Linked DNA regions of Mus musculus: region 2 is linked to region 1. A link is a contact called in public HiChIP or PLAC-seq data. All regions are on one chromosome and are shown on one strand. Each heading gives the region's core, a stretch centred on a gene start, on an enhancer-like site or on the middle of the called end of the contact. The rest is flanking DNA. Distances are from core to core; before and after follow the strand shown. Region 1 overlaps Ephb2 (Eph receptor B2). Region 2 overlaps Ephb2 (Eph receptor B2).

Region 1 (6,019 bases), core at 967-3,466:
GCCTGTGCCTTTTCTCATTGCTAATCTCTGGATTCCGAGAGAGGGGCCAGCTCCCCAGCCAGCCTTGATCATCTTCCTGGCAGATCTCATCTCCTCACCACGCCTGGGTCACGGGGCTTAGGGGCTCAGAGCCCAGGATCTGCCTGAAACCCAAGCCTGCTACAGCCCAGACCCTTCAAGCCCGTGGGAGCTGCCATGGCTGGAGGGGGGTGGATTGGCTTCAAGACTACAGTCTGGAGCTTAGGATGTCCTTACAAACCCTCTGCAGCATCCCTGGTCTGCCATTATCGCCACAAGAAAGCTGATTGGCCCCGAGTTTGCCTGGGTTTGAATCTTGGCTCCATTGCTTGACTTCAGGCAGGTTTCTCCATAACTCCTGAGTTCATTCCCTCATCTGTAGAGTGGGTATTATAAATGCCCAACCCACAGATGACATGTGTTATCTGAGTTAGTGACCCTGTGGGTGTCAGAAACCAGGGCCTCCTCTGGGTGGGTATCTTGAGTCCACAGGGTCTCCAGGAAAGAGAGCTGAGTGGACAGAGGTGCAGGCAGCCATCTTCTTCAGGCCTTCTGTCATACCCCAGGCCCTTCAGGACAAGGACAGACTCCAAAGGCTGGGCCCACTTGCCTTGGCTACATGGTCCTACCCCTCCTCTCAAGAGCCCACCCTGTGGCTTCAGCTAGAGGGACTGTGGGCAGAGTCCTGCCTGCACACAGTCCTTGAGGGGTGGAATGGACCACATGCCCCACCAGGCTCACTGCTATGGACCCACCCACCCTCTGCTGTGTGACCTTGGACAAATCACTCACCCCCCTTCTCTGTGCATGCTTGGGAGTCCGGATTCCCAGGTACACCACATCTGAGACCTGCAGGATCAGTGGCTGGGGTGGGAAGGCAAGGTGTGGTCTGTCCAGGTCTCCCAGTTACACTGGCACCGGCTGAGAAGAGGCAAACAACAGGAGATTCCAGAAGCAGCCACCGGGGGGCCCTGGCTCTGGGTGGAGTCTCTGGTTCCTTGGTACAGAGCCTAGTGTGGTGCTGGCTGGGGGTGGGGAGAAGAGCTTGGGGGGGGGGCCTCACTAGACAGAAATGAGCCCACTTTCTTCTATGAGTCTGTATGGCCCTGAACGGCCAGGTGGCGCGGCTTCTCCCTGGAGGGATGCTGGCATTCCCAAAATTATTTCCCAGTCCTCACACACACACACACACACACACACACACACACACACACACACATACACACACCTTCCATAGCATCAAGCAGAGATGTGGAAGCTGAGGCTCCCAGTAGTGAAAGACCCCATCCAGGTCACAGGTCAGCGAGCCGTGTGGGGATGAATAGGCCGATCAGGTCAACATGTATGACATAGCGTCAGCGTGTTTCCTGTACCTCATCTAGTTCCACAACACTGTCACAAGCCCCCTAGAGAAGCCCCAGCCCCCACCATGGTCTGGAATTCCCTATTGGTCCTTTCTCTGGTCCCTGACCCCCCCACCAACCTGCTCTCTGACCCTGTCCTCACTGGCCCCATGGCTCTCGTGCTTCTAAAATAAGTTGTACTTCCTCATGCCTGCTTTGACCCCTGACCTCTGACCTCTCTTGCAGCACCATCGGCCGTGTCCATCATGCACCAGGTGAGCCGCACTGTGGACAGCATCACCCTGTCGTGGTCCCAGCCAGACCAGCCCAACGGTGTGATCCTGGACTACGAGCTGCAGTACTATGAGAAGGTAGCCGTGTGCCCACTGGCTCTGCCTCCCCAAACGCCCCTCTCCCAGTCTAGGCCTGGTGTGTACTCTCCTGCCAGCCTCAGGCTCAGCCTGCCGGACTCTCCGTTGCCTCTCCTGCCCCTGCTGTGAGATCTTAGGCAGGTGCCTTGCCCTCTCATTGTTCTGGTCCAGGGGACGGGCTGTCTGTCTGAACGATATGCCACCTTCATTCAGACCTATTACTGTCGAGACCTCTTCAGTCTTGACCTCAGAGGCCTGAGTTTGAGATAAACTGTTTTTCAAAACAAAACAACAAAACTGGTCTTCACCGGTTGAAAGCATCTGTCTATACCCTATGCGGGGTGGACCCCTAGAAGGGCCTCTGGGAAAGATGGACTTCTGATCAAACTAAGGTGTCAGTGACTAACAGGAAACCCACAGTTGAGGGGATCCCACAATGGGTTGACAATGAAGAGAAGGGCTCTTCCTATAGGCTGAGGGAAGAAAGCCAGACTTCCTCTAAGGCCCTCTGAGTCTACCGTGGCTTTGTCTCCACCCAGGCACCTTGGACTGCATAGACGGATTTCTCTCTGATCTTTTAGAATAGACTCCACTCCTCTTTGAGAGACCTGTGGCTGGAAGCCACGCATGTAAGACAAACAGGCAGAATCAATTTGCATCCTCAGGCAGTCAAACTTTGCCCTGGGGGGGGCCTCCATCTCCACCTGGGTGGATGGCAGAGGAGACTGCCACTCCATGAGGAGGAAGAAGGGGCAGACACCAGCACCAAGCATGTCCCTGGTCCCCTGCAGAGGTGAATGTGTGGGCTCCCTGCTCTCCTGCCTGTCTCCTACAGGGTGGGCTAGTATTTCAGGACAGTGCCACATGGGACCAGAGACCGTGAGCGCCACATAGCACAGGCCTCCAGGAGTGGACATAGCAGTTGGCCTCCCGTAGGGATAAACACCAGAGGCCCTGTAACCTGGTGCCTAGACCTAGAATTCCTCTTCCTTCTACCCATAGAGACCACAAGGACCCCAGAGAAAGGTGCCTAGGACTTCTGTTCAGACTAAGCTGCTGGTAAATGGTTGATAGAAAGCCCTTTGTTGGGGGTGAGCTCATAGTGAGCAGGAAATGATGGGGGGGTGTCATGCTGTTGGGGCTCAGGGACTGTGGCAGCTAGGCCTGCGGAAACCCACTCTCTGAGACCCCCGCCTAGTCCCCATCAGCCTCTGGGTTAGCAGAGATCTGTTTGTCACCTATTAACCCTGTCTCATTCATGCGCTCCTCATGATCATGGACTTCCCCCCTGCATATCCCAGTGTCCTGTGCTGCTGTCAGGAGCCACCTCTCTCTCTGGTCATCACCTTCTCCCCAGAGCTCTAAGCTGAAGCCTAGAGAAACCCAGTAGATGAGTTGAGTGAAAGAATGAAAGACCCCACCCCCACCCCCCACATCACTACAGTGCCCAGCTATCTTAATCAGCTGTCTCCCCTCAGAGAAGCCTGCACCCCCCCCGCCCCAACTCCTACCCCAGCCCCAGCTTTTGACTTCTCCATCATATTCTTCCCTCCCTGGTCTCTTATCCCTGCCTATCAGCATCTTCAGGGTACCAGGAAACACCATCACTTCTACCAGCCTTGAGCATCTTCCCACAGCCTCTGCCTCTTCTCTGGAAAGCCCACATGCTGGCAGCAAAGGGCCTGGTCTCCCTAGGGTGCGAATGATGAATGAGAGCATTGTGTGGATGGAGCAGAGAGTGAGGGATGGAGCTCATGAATGAAACAAAAACCAGAGGCAGGCTGGCCACTTGGGCCAGTCACTTCCTGCCCCTCACCACCCCAGCCAGCCCCAGTTCCTACTTTAGTATTTCGCCATGAATGTCTTGACCTTCTCTGAGAAGCTTTTCCATGCTGCCAAGACCAGGGCCAATGTTGAATCCTCTCTTGGCCCTCTGCTGATAGCTCTGAGCCACCGTGGGTGAGACATTAGCTCTGCTGTGTCCTGGCGCCTGGTATACAGTAGACATTCCATAAGTACTTGTTGATGTGTTGAGCAGTGGCTACTGAGAGGCCTGAGTGTCTCTCTTGAAAAAAATCTCACTGGGTCCTGAAGGACTTTGAAGGGGCTCCCAGTCTGGGTAGCTGGACAAAGGAAGCTTTGCCTTGCAGGGGCCAGTGTCTCTGCTCCCTCCAGCAAGGACAGCTTAACAACTGATTTTAGAAAGAAAGAAAAGGAAAAAAAAAAAAAACAGAAGAAAGAAAAGGGAAAAAAACTAATTAAGAAGCCTTGTGATTAAATGAAACTGAAAGTATTTTTCCCCAAAGATTGGAGCGGAAATGAGGAATCCCTCTGTGGTCCTGACTGCGACCCATTTCCTAGCGCACCAGCCAGGCCTGGGAGCCTGGCAGAGGTGTTGGCTGGGGTGGCACTGCTCTGCTTTCTTTGGGACCAGGTGGCTCCACAGTAGCCAAGTGGCTACCTGGTCACTTCTCACAGTCTTCGATGTGTGCGGGGGACACCACACTATCACCACAATCGTCCTTGGAATGGTACCCCCAGGCACTGACGGGAGGAGAAACTGAGGGACAGAGGCCCATGTGGCCTGTCAGCACTTTGTGCTGAGAGTCAGAAGGAGGATCTACCCTCCATCTCCCTTTCTTACTCTCTCTGGTGCTCCTGCCTCCCGGCTTTCTCCCATGGTTACTTCTGAGATGACCAGTGACATGTAGCCAGGTCCCTGTCGGTTAGCCCGTCTGCTCAGTCTGAGTGTACATGCCATCAAAGGACAGCCACTGGGTCATTTGACTTCCACTGTTACCAGCTGACGCTGGCTGCAGAGGACTTGGCCATCTGGGGGGCGGGTGTGGGGGGAAGGCTCAGACAGTAACAGCCGTGTGAAGTACTCTCCATACGAAGAAGGTCTCGGCGGTGGGAAGTACCCAAGCATGGCCTGCCGCCATGGCGCGGGTGAGAGGAGGCCTGTATCCGGGACATCTGAGCTGAGGTTTGAAAGCTGAGAGAAGTTTACAGAGGGGTGTGTGATGAAGGCAGCCATTCAGGCAGCAGGCGCAGCGGGCTCAAAGGCCCTGGGGCAGAGTTGAGCAGCTGCGTTCAGAGAACAGAGAAATGATCTCAGATCTCAATATGAACAACACGCAGGGGAGAGAGAGCACGCCACGGGGGAGCCGTTGGAAAGGGAGGCTGGCTGGGGTGTGTCCTGCCTTCCAGGCCTGGTGAGTCTGGATTTGATTTAGAGTCTGATAGAAGGTTCTGGAATGCTGGGATCTGACTCCAGTTGTGTTAAAGATCCATGCAGAGTACTAGAAAGTAGACTGGGGGGAGGGGGGGGTGGCCAGAGACACATGGGACATGGAGTGAGAAATGACGGGTGCTTGAGTTGGGAGGTCGGCAGCAGAGGTGGTGAAAGATGACAGGGTGGGCGTTTTTGATGCCCAGGGCCCCTGGGACATGGCAGGATGACCCTGTGGATGGTGCTGGTTCCAGAGGCAGGGGATTTATAAGAGTAGCATAGCACTTGCTAAGCAGGATATCCTGGAGCAGATGCCAAGGGTCAGCGGAAACAGAGGCCGCAGCGCCTGGGGTCATTCGGAACCCAAGGAGAGGGAGCCAGTAACTGGTCAGGGATCCAGGATCAACTTCTGTTCTGATGCCTCAGCCTTCCGGAGTCACCTGGGAAGGTCAGTCAGGTTGCAAGAGTGAGGTGTGTACCTGACAAGCCATGGCTGCCCCTGACTGGTATCTAGGATCTGCCCGGTACCCACAGTTCATCCCTCTCTGCGATACTTCAGAACTTTTTAGAACAAACACTGGTCTGTTTCCATCAAAGGGCCACTCCCACCTTCCCTCCTCCTCTCTTGCTTCTCCAGAAAGGCCCTTTAGGAATGGTGGTGGCTCTCAGGTCTCCTTGGCTTGGCCTTTCCCCAGATCTACAGGGAACTGCTGCCTTCCCTGAGCCTGAACTGACAGTCATTGCCTGAGGCTGCTGGGTAAATGGCAGCGGGCTCACTGCAGACTGGCCGTTTCCATCCACCCAGTGTCCCTGGGGAGGTGGCCTCCTTCAGCAAAACCTCCCAGAGCCCATGGGTTCGCGTTCTCCACAGCTGGGAGCAGAGACACTGGACCATGCAGGCACCCTGACATCAATGTCAATGTCAGTTCAACAGAAATGTCCAGTCAGCAACTGAGAGAGGCAAGCATTTCAGACAGGGCATGAGGACTGGGGAGAGCGGGAACTGTGGAGTCCAACTGTGTTTGGAGCTGGCTCTGTCCAGAGAAGCCCGAGCC
Region 2 (6,038 bases), core at 2,608-5,107, 130 kb before region 1:
CCTGATGACGAGTGTCGTAGAAAGTGCTTAAAATATAGGTGGAGAAGCAGAGGGTGGGAGATGAGGGCAGCTGGGTGGAGAGGTGTTTCATGGGCAGAGCAAAACCTATAGGAGAAAAGAAAGAGGGGGGGGGAATCTTATGAGTTTATGAGTGCCGGGAGGGTATGCCAGGTAGAGGGATAGCCTGAGCTAAGTCCCTGTTGGCAGGAATCTGCAAGGAGGCAGAGTAAGGGGCTAGTGGCAGGTGATTGAGAGGCGGGGCCGGGCTGCACTAGTTAGTTCCTTCTGTGAGTGAGTTGATAGCCACTCTGGAAGGCATTAGGAGGTGCCTGGACCTAACCTGTGCTCCGAAAGTCAGGGTAGGGAGGGGAGCAGAGTGTGGGTGGGTGGGGGTGGGGGAGGAACCATTATAGTAGATGGTAGAAGGAACCTGACAGTGTTGGCCTTCTTCAAGTTTCAGACAGAGGAGGGTGGCACCTTATGCTTTCCCGTGGCCCAACTGGGGCAGCTTCTGTTGTCATGGACATAAACTTGACATTTTGTTTCTGACATAAAGTAGTAACTTACTAATGGACCCGACATCAATGAGCTTGTGACTTCAGTGCCCTCCTAACCATCCAGAGGGAGACAAGGGCAGATAGAGGGTGAGGAGGGCCCTGGGCCCTGGCTCTGTTAGGATTCGTGGTAACTTTGCATAAGCCTTTTCCTCCTGGAACCAACCGGCTGTATTGGAGGAGAGCTGCGGACAGGTCCCAAGCCACCCACCTAGGCATGTCCTATGTGACTGGACCTGACGAATGACTTTCCCAGCTTAGAACTCCATTTCCTTATCTCTAAAATGCAAAACACAAAAACAAACGCCCATTGTGTAGAGAAAGGGCCCAGCAGCAGCCCTGGGAGTGCCTTAGGTAATCCCTGGTCCATACCATGAGGAGTTTGCCTCATGACTTCCGCTCCAGCAGCAGTCTTAGGTCAGCCACTCAGGGATCTCAGCAGAGCTCTGCAGCAGCCACCCCAGGAGACAGCGCCCTCTAGTGGAAGGGCTCCACTGTCTCTCTGGCCTCTCTCTGGCTGCTGCTCCTCTCTGCTCAGCCCACTGCTTCCCAGGGCTATTAGAGGAACCAAGAACCCTGGAAAGCGCTTGGAGGGAGGGGCCTGGCGGAGTCTGGCTCCCTTCTACCCACATGTGTGGGCCAGTTGCCTCCCAAGGGTGGGGGTGGATGTAAAGAGCAGTGGGGGGCCTGGGAAAGGTGAGGGGGCTAAGGAGGGTGTGGTAGGGATGGCAGGGTTTAAGATGGGTGTGGGGGGCCAGAGGGCAACTGTAGCAGTGCTCTCTAATTTTTGAGCCAACCTTTCCCCCATCTTCATATAATTAAGAGTATTTTTAAAATGCCTTGTTGAAATAAAAATAGTGCATCTCCATATGACCTCATTTTATTCCACGCCCCACAGTGTGCTCACATACATGCACACACGCATACAGACACAATTGGGCTTTAGAAAGTATGCGTTTATGTTTGTGTGTGCATGCATGCAAGCATGTGTGTTTGTGTGTGTGTGTGCGTGCACGCGCGTGCGCGTGCTTGTCTGTCTGTCTGTGTTTGTGTGTTTGGTGACTGTTCATGTCCCACAGCATGTGAGAGGACCTGTGCGAGTCAGGTCTTTCTTTCCACTGTGGAGCCTAGGGATCAAACTCAGGACACCAGGTTTGGCAGCAAGCCTCTTTTCCAACTGAGCCATCTCATGGACCCTTTACTTTTTCTTTCTGGACATTTGCTTATTATAGTTGGATTTTAGAGTTGACGTTTGTGCCTCCCTTTTGGAGGCTCTTATTTTGCCCAGCCGGTAAATACTGAGGGGACCCCTCTTGATTTTCTAATTTGCAGCCAGAGGCCTTGGGCACCCACTGGCACATGTGTAGCTCTGCAGTATCCACAGGCACTTTCCTTGTGACCCACTGCCGGAGGCAAGACCGAGGTGTGTGTGGTTTTTTTTTTTTTACAGTGGCTGGCTCATGTCCTGGCCCATGCTCTTGCCCCAGTAGCTATGCCTTTTGAATATCGATGTAGCTGTGAGTCCCATCAGATATCTCTGGAGACTGAGGTTCCAGACAGTACAGACTTGTTTGGGTTTCCACTCTAAGACTGACCAGTTTCCCTACAGCCTTCTCCTCTGGCCACATGTTTAGACGGGCGGAGAGACCAAGATCACAGAGGGTAGGGTGGTGCAGTGGGAAGACCAAAGCAAGATGCCATGTTAATATGCGGTAGAAGCTGGACTTAGCACGTCTGCACCGGCAGTGTTGCTGCTTTGACCACATTAGCTACAAAGTCTCTACCTTCAGTCAATCAAGAAGGTTCCTAGCTCTGGCTGAGGGAGAGGAAGATGCTGGTAATCCCAGTTCTTGGGAGGGTCAAGCAGGAGGACAGAGACACTGAAACCAGGCAGAAATACATAGCATATAGTACATAGCAAGACAGGGTGGAGGGAGTATCAATGTCTCTGAGGGGTTCGATACTTCCCAAGGCCACACAGTCTGAAAGTCATACTTGGGTATAGTCTTAAGCCCAGGCTCTATAGCAGTACACAGACAGGTGAGGGCCGGTGGGCAGAGCCAAGAGCCACGCAGAATAGCCATAACCAAAGCACAGCAGTCCTCGTATGCCTCCCATCCCACACCTCCTCTATCCCAGCTCCACACTCCTGGAGCCCCCAGTGGTCAGGCAAGCTTGAGGTCCTCCCAGGTCTCTCTAGGGACAGGAGAGCATCCTGCTGTTGTCAGGCTTCCTAGCAGCAGGGTAAATTCCCTCTAGCACAGCCCAGGGCAGTGGACAGGGTCCTGTCACTTTTGTGGTCTCCAGTAGATCTCTAACATCCTGGAGAGACAGGAGCAGCAATGGGGGGGTGGGGGGGAGTGTGGACCCAGAGATGTGTCTACAGCAGGGGTGAAGCTGCCCTTGCTGTGCCTTCTGACTTCTTTGGGCCATAAAGAACTTTGAGAAAATGCTGAAATTGTGAATGATGTCTCAGAAAGTTTTAGGCACACACACACTTTTAGATATCATTTATTTATATTGTGTGCTCACCCATATGTATCATGGTGTGTGTGTGTGTGTGTGTGTGTGTGTGTGTGTGTGTGTGTGTGTGTGTGTGTGTGTGTGTAGGTCAGAAGAGAGCTTGCAGGAGTCAGTTCTCTCTTGCTACCGTGTGGTCCTGTGGATGGAAGTCAGGTCATCAGGTGTGATGCCAAGAGCCATTACTGTACCAAGCCATCTTGCTGGCCCTATTTGTACTTTCGTTTGTGTCAGAGTCTCACTATAGAGCCCTGGCTGGCCCTAGACTTGCTAAGTAGGCTAATCTGGCCTCCAGTAACTCACAGGGATCCCCCTGCATCTGCCTCGCAGACTGCTGGATCACAGGCATCTCCCTCGGTGCCTGGCAGTACTTGCTCTTGATAAGATGAGCTTTCTTCCTACATGGCCCCAACTGGACTCACACATGAGACCCTCCTGCGTCAGACTTCCAGGAGTGAATTACAGGCCTGTGCCACCACACCCAGTGAGGCCTCCCAAAATTCAAAAGCCACCATGTATGACTCTGCTGTTGCTGTGACAGCCAGCATGGTCTAACTGAGTCCAGGATTAGGGGTACTTTCCCATAATTACCTCCTAACACCTTTGTGAGGTAGGGAAACTGAGGCTCTAAAGCGTTGCCTCTCACTGAAAGGGGACAGTAAGGTTTGAGCTGCCCCTGCTTGACTGTGGAGTGCATTTCCCTGTTGACTGTGGCTGTAGGACAGTTACTGCAGCTGTCTCCTGTGGTCAGACTAGAGCTCCGTGGGAGTCACTGGTAGTTTCTGCCTTAGGAGGGGGAGTTGGGGGAGGAACCTGCTTCCGACCAGGCCTGGAGTCCCCTGGAGACCGGGCAGGGTATCCTGTCTCCTTTTTTACACTGAAGTCTGAATCCCTCTGGCTCCATGTGATGAAGAATCTGCCATCTGCCTTCAGTTGACTGAATAGTCTTGTGCAGAGGTGTGTGTGTGTGTGTGTGTGTGTGGTGGTGGGGTGTCTAGTGTAATGGTTAAGCATGAAGCCATTCGAAGTTTGAGTCCTGAGTTCAAATCCTGCCTCAGTCCCTTACATGCTGTGTGGCCTTCCCAGGGCTGCTTTGCCATTCTGAGCCTTTCTTTTCCATGAGTTAAATGAGATATCAGCGTAATACAGAGGCACCAAGTCTGCCACAGAGAAGCCCCTGCTAAAGATGATGATAGGTGCTGGTTGGGTGCAGTGGAGAATACATGCTTTCTGTGCCCAAGGCCCAAGATGTCCACTATCAAAGGCAAAGATAACGGTAATTGACCAACCCGGCTTATGTAAAGGGTACATTTGTGGAAAAGACCTCTATGCTTGGCTGGTGTGGGGCAGTAGGGTACAGAGCCACCCTCAGAAGCACAGTCTGTGCCCTGTGACCTTTCCAAACATCGATCGCTCGCAGTCCCCTTCACGAGCTGCAGTAGAGTTCCTTGAACCATCCTCCCCCACTCCAATTGACTGCACTGGCCACTGTGTTGGGGCCCCAAGTGATTCCCTGGAGGGTGGAAAGGTGTCTGGGGGTTGGGGGGGGGTGGCAGTCTGGTTCCCATAGGCCTCAGGAGGAGGTCCTGGGGCGGGCTTTAGGACACTGGGCAGGGTCAGCGCAGATAATGCAGCTGCCTGCCCTCCTAGCCGGTGCAGGGCTTATTTGTCAGAGGGAAGCCTTTCTTCCCAGGACTGTGGGAGGCCCCCAGGATAATAGCGCTTCCAAGCACGGGCCCAGGGCCCAGCCTGTCCCAACCCAGTGGCCCCTCAGAGCAGGGGAGGAGTGGCTTGGGGACAACCCAGCAGTAAGTCACCTTGGCAGTGGCCTCTGAGTAGATCCCGAGGCAGAAACAATACCAAGAACTTGGGACTCCCCCTGGAGGCCACCAGGAATCAGTGGATTCAGACTGTGCCTCAGTTTCCCATTCTGTCTGCCTGGAGTACCGGTAGGCTAGAGCTAGCTGTGCCTAGGCTCCGCCCCTGGCCATACCTCCTTCATTCATCTCTAAAGTGGCCACCTGCCCTCAGACCTCCCCCTTCCTCTCCCTGACCTTAATGGCGACGTCGGCAGGACCAGAAGGTCAGCCCTCATTACGACTGTTCTTTGTTGACTAAAAAAACCGGGGTGGGAATTTGGGGGGGGGTGCAGATGCTTAATGTCCTGGCCTCTGGTGAAGTCCTTCCTGTCCTGCTCCTTCTTACCCACAGACTAATCTTCACACGTCTGTGTCACAAGCCCCACCCCACCCTCACCCCAGTTATTCAGGCCATAGCTGCTATTCTCTCAGTTCTATGTAGCAAGCTCCTATTCAGCCCTCAAAGGTCCAATACAAGGTCTCCTTAGTGCATCCTGCTCTCCAGCTGACCCTGGCCTTCAACCCACATCTGTAGTATAGATGGCCTTGGAACAGTGAAGAAGTTTGGCTGAGTCCTTCCACATCAGCCTCCTCTGCTAGCCTGAAATGTGAATTCTCTCACCTCAGAGCCTCGTTCCTCAGGGCACAGCACAGGGCTGTCCCCAGCAGGTTCTTAGCCCATGTTTTATGAATGAGGGAATACACTGTCGGCCCCTAAAAATAACTTTCCCCTCGATCCTAAAGGCGTTTACAACTCCGCGTGACACCCGCACCAGCCCGTGGAGGTGGGAGGAAGTGATCAGGCTGTTCTCACGCTTTATAGACCCGACCGTGCTGGATGAAGCCACTCTTAGGGTGACAGGACTCAGAATCTCCATTTTGGGTAATGAGGTTGGGGGCTGTAACCCAGCCCCCACTTTGGGAACAGCCTGTTCAGAACGCAGATGACTGTCTGCTCTGGAGAGCCTAGCTATTTCCTCGGTTTTTTCCCTGTGCACGTGTGTGTGTGTGTGTTGTGTGTGTGTGTGTGTGTGTGTGTCTGTGTGTGTTTGTGATGCACATGGGTAAGCATGGCTGTGGACCCCAGACATCCAGTGTCTTCCTT

The links. HiChIP or PLAC-seq counts read pairs in DNA pulled down with a chosen protein or histone mark.
Region 2: an H3K27ac HiChIP or PLAC-seq map of the HPC-7 cell line shows a contact between it and region 1, with 5 times the contacts expected there. The contact joins two enhancer-like sites. A contact is called at or near these places in 7 of 484 Hi-C or Micro-C datasets (bone marrow-derived macrophages, cerebellar granule neurons, embryonic fibroblasts and 4 more), 11 of 115 datasets of contacts at active chromatin or transcription factors (the HPC-7 cell line, T-cell acute lymphoblastic leukemia, embryonic basal ganglia and 5 more) and 3 of 9 other capture datasets (adipose tissue, embryonic tail and pancreatic islet).

The regions. Positions count from the first base shown.
Region 1 is chr4:136,679,633-136,685,651 of GRCm38.p6, reverse strand. Ephb2 (Eph receptor B2) reads left to right here. Exons shown (of 16, transcript NM_010142.4): 6 at 1,608-1,732. Among named protein-coding and RNA genes, the nearest start is that of Lactbl1, 60 kb to the right of the region's middle. Within about 2 kb of position 2,216, at least 32 of the 459 cell types and tissues checked have an H3K27ac peak or open chromatin away from gene starts, as enhancers often do. A contact at or near this core is called in the HPC-7 cell line, where this site is marked.
Region 2 is chr4:136,810,535-136,816,572 of GRCm38.p6, reverse strand. The region is part of intron 1 of Ephb2 (Eph receptor B2); the gene reads left to right. Among named protein-coding and RNA genes, the nearest start is that of Gm52708, 14 kb to the right of the region's middle. Within about 2 kb of position 3,857, at least 16 of the 459 cell types and tissues checked have an H3K27ac peak or open chromatin away from gene starts, as enhancers often do. A contact at or near this core is called in the HPC-7 cell line, where this site is marked.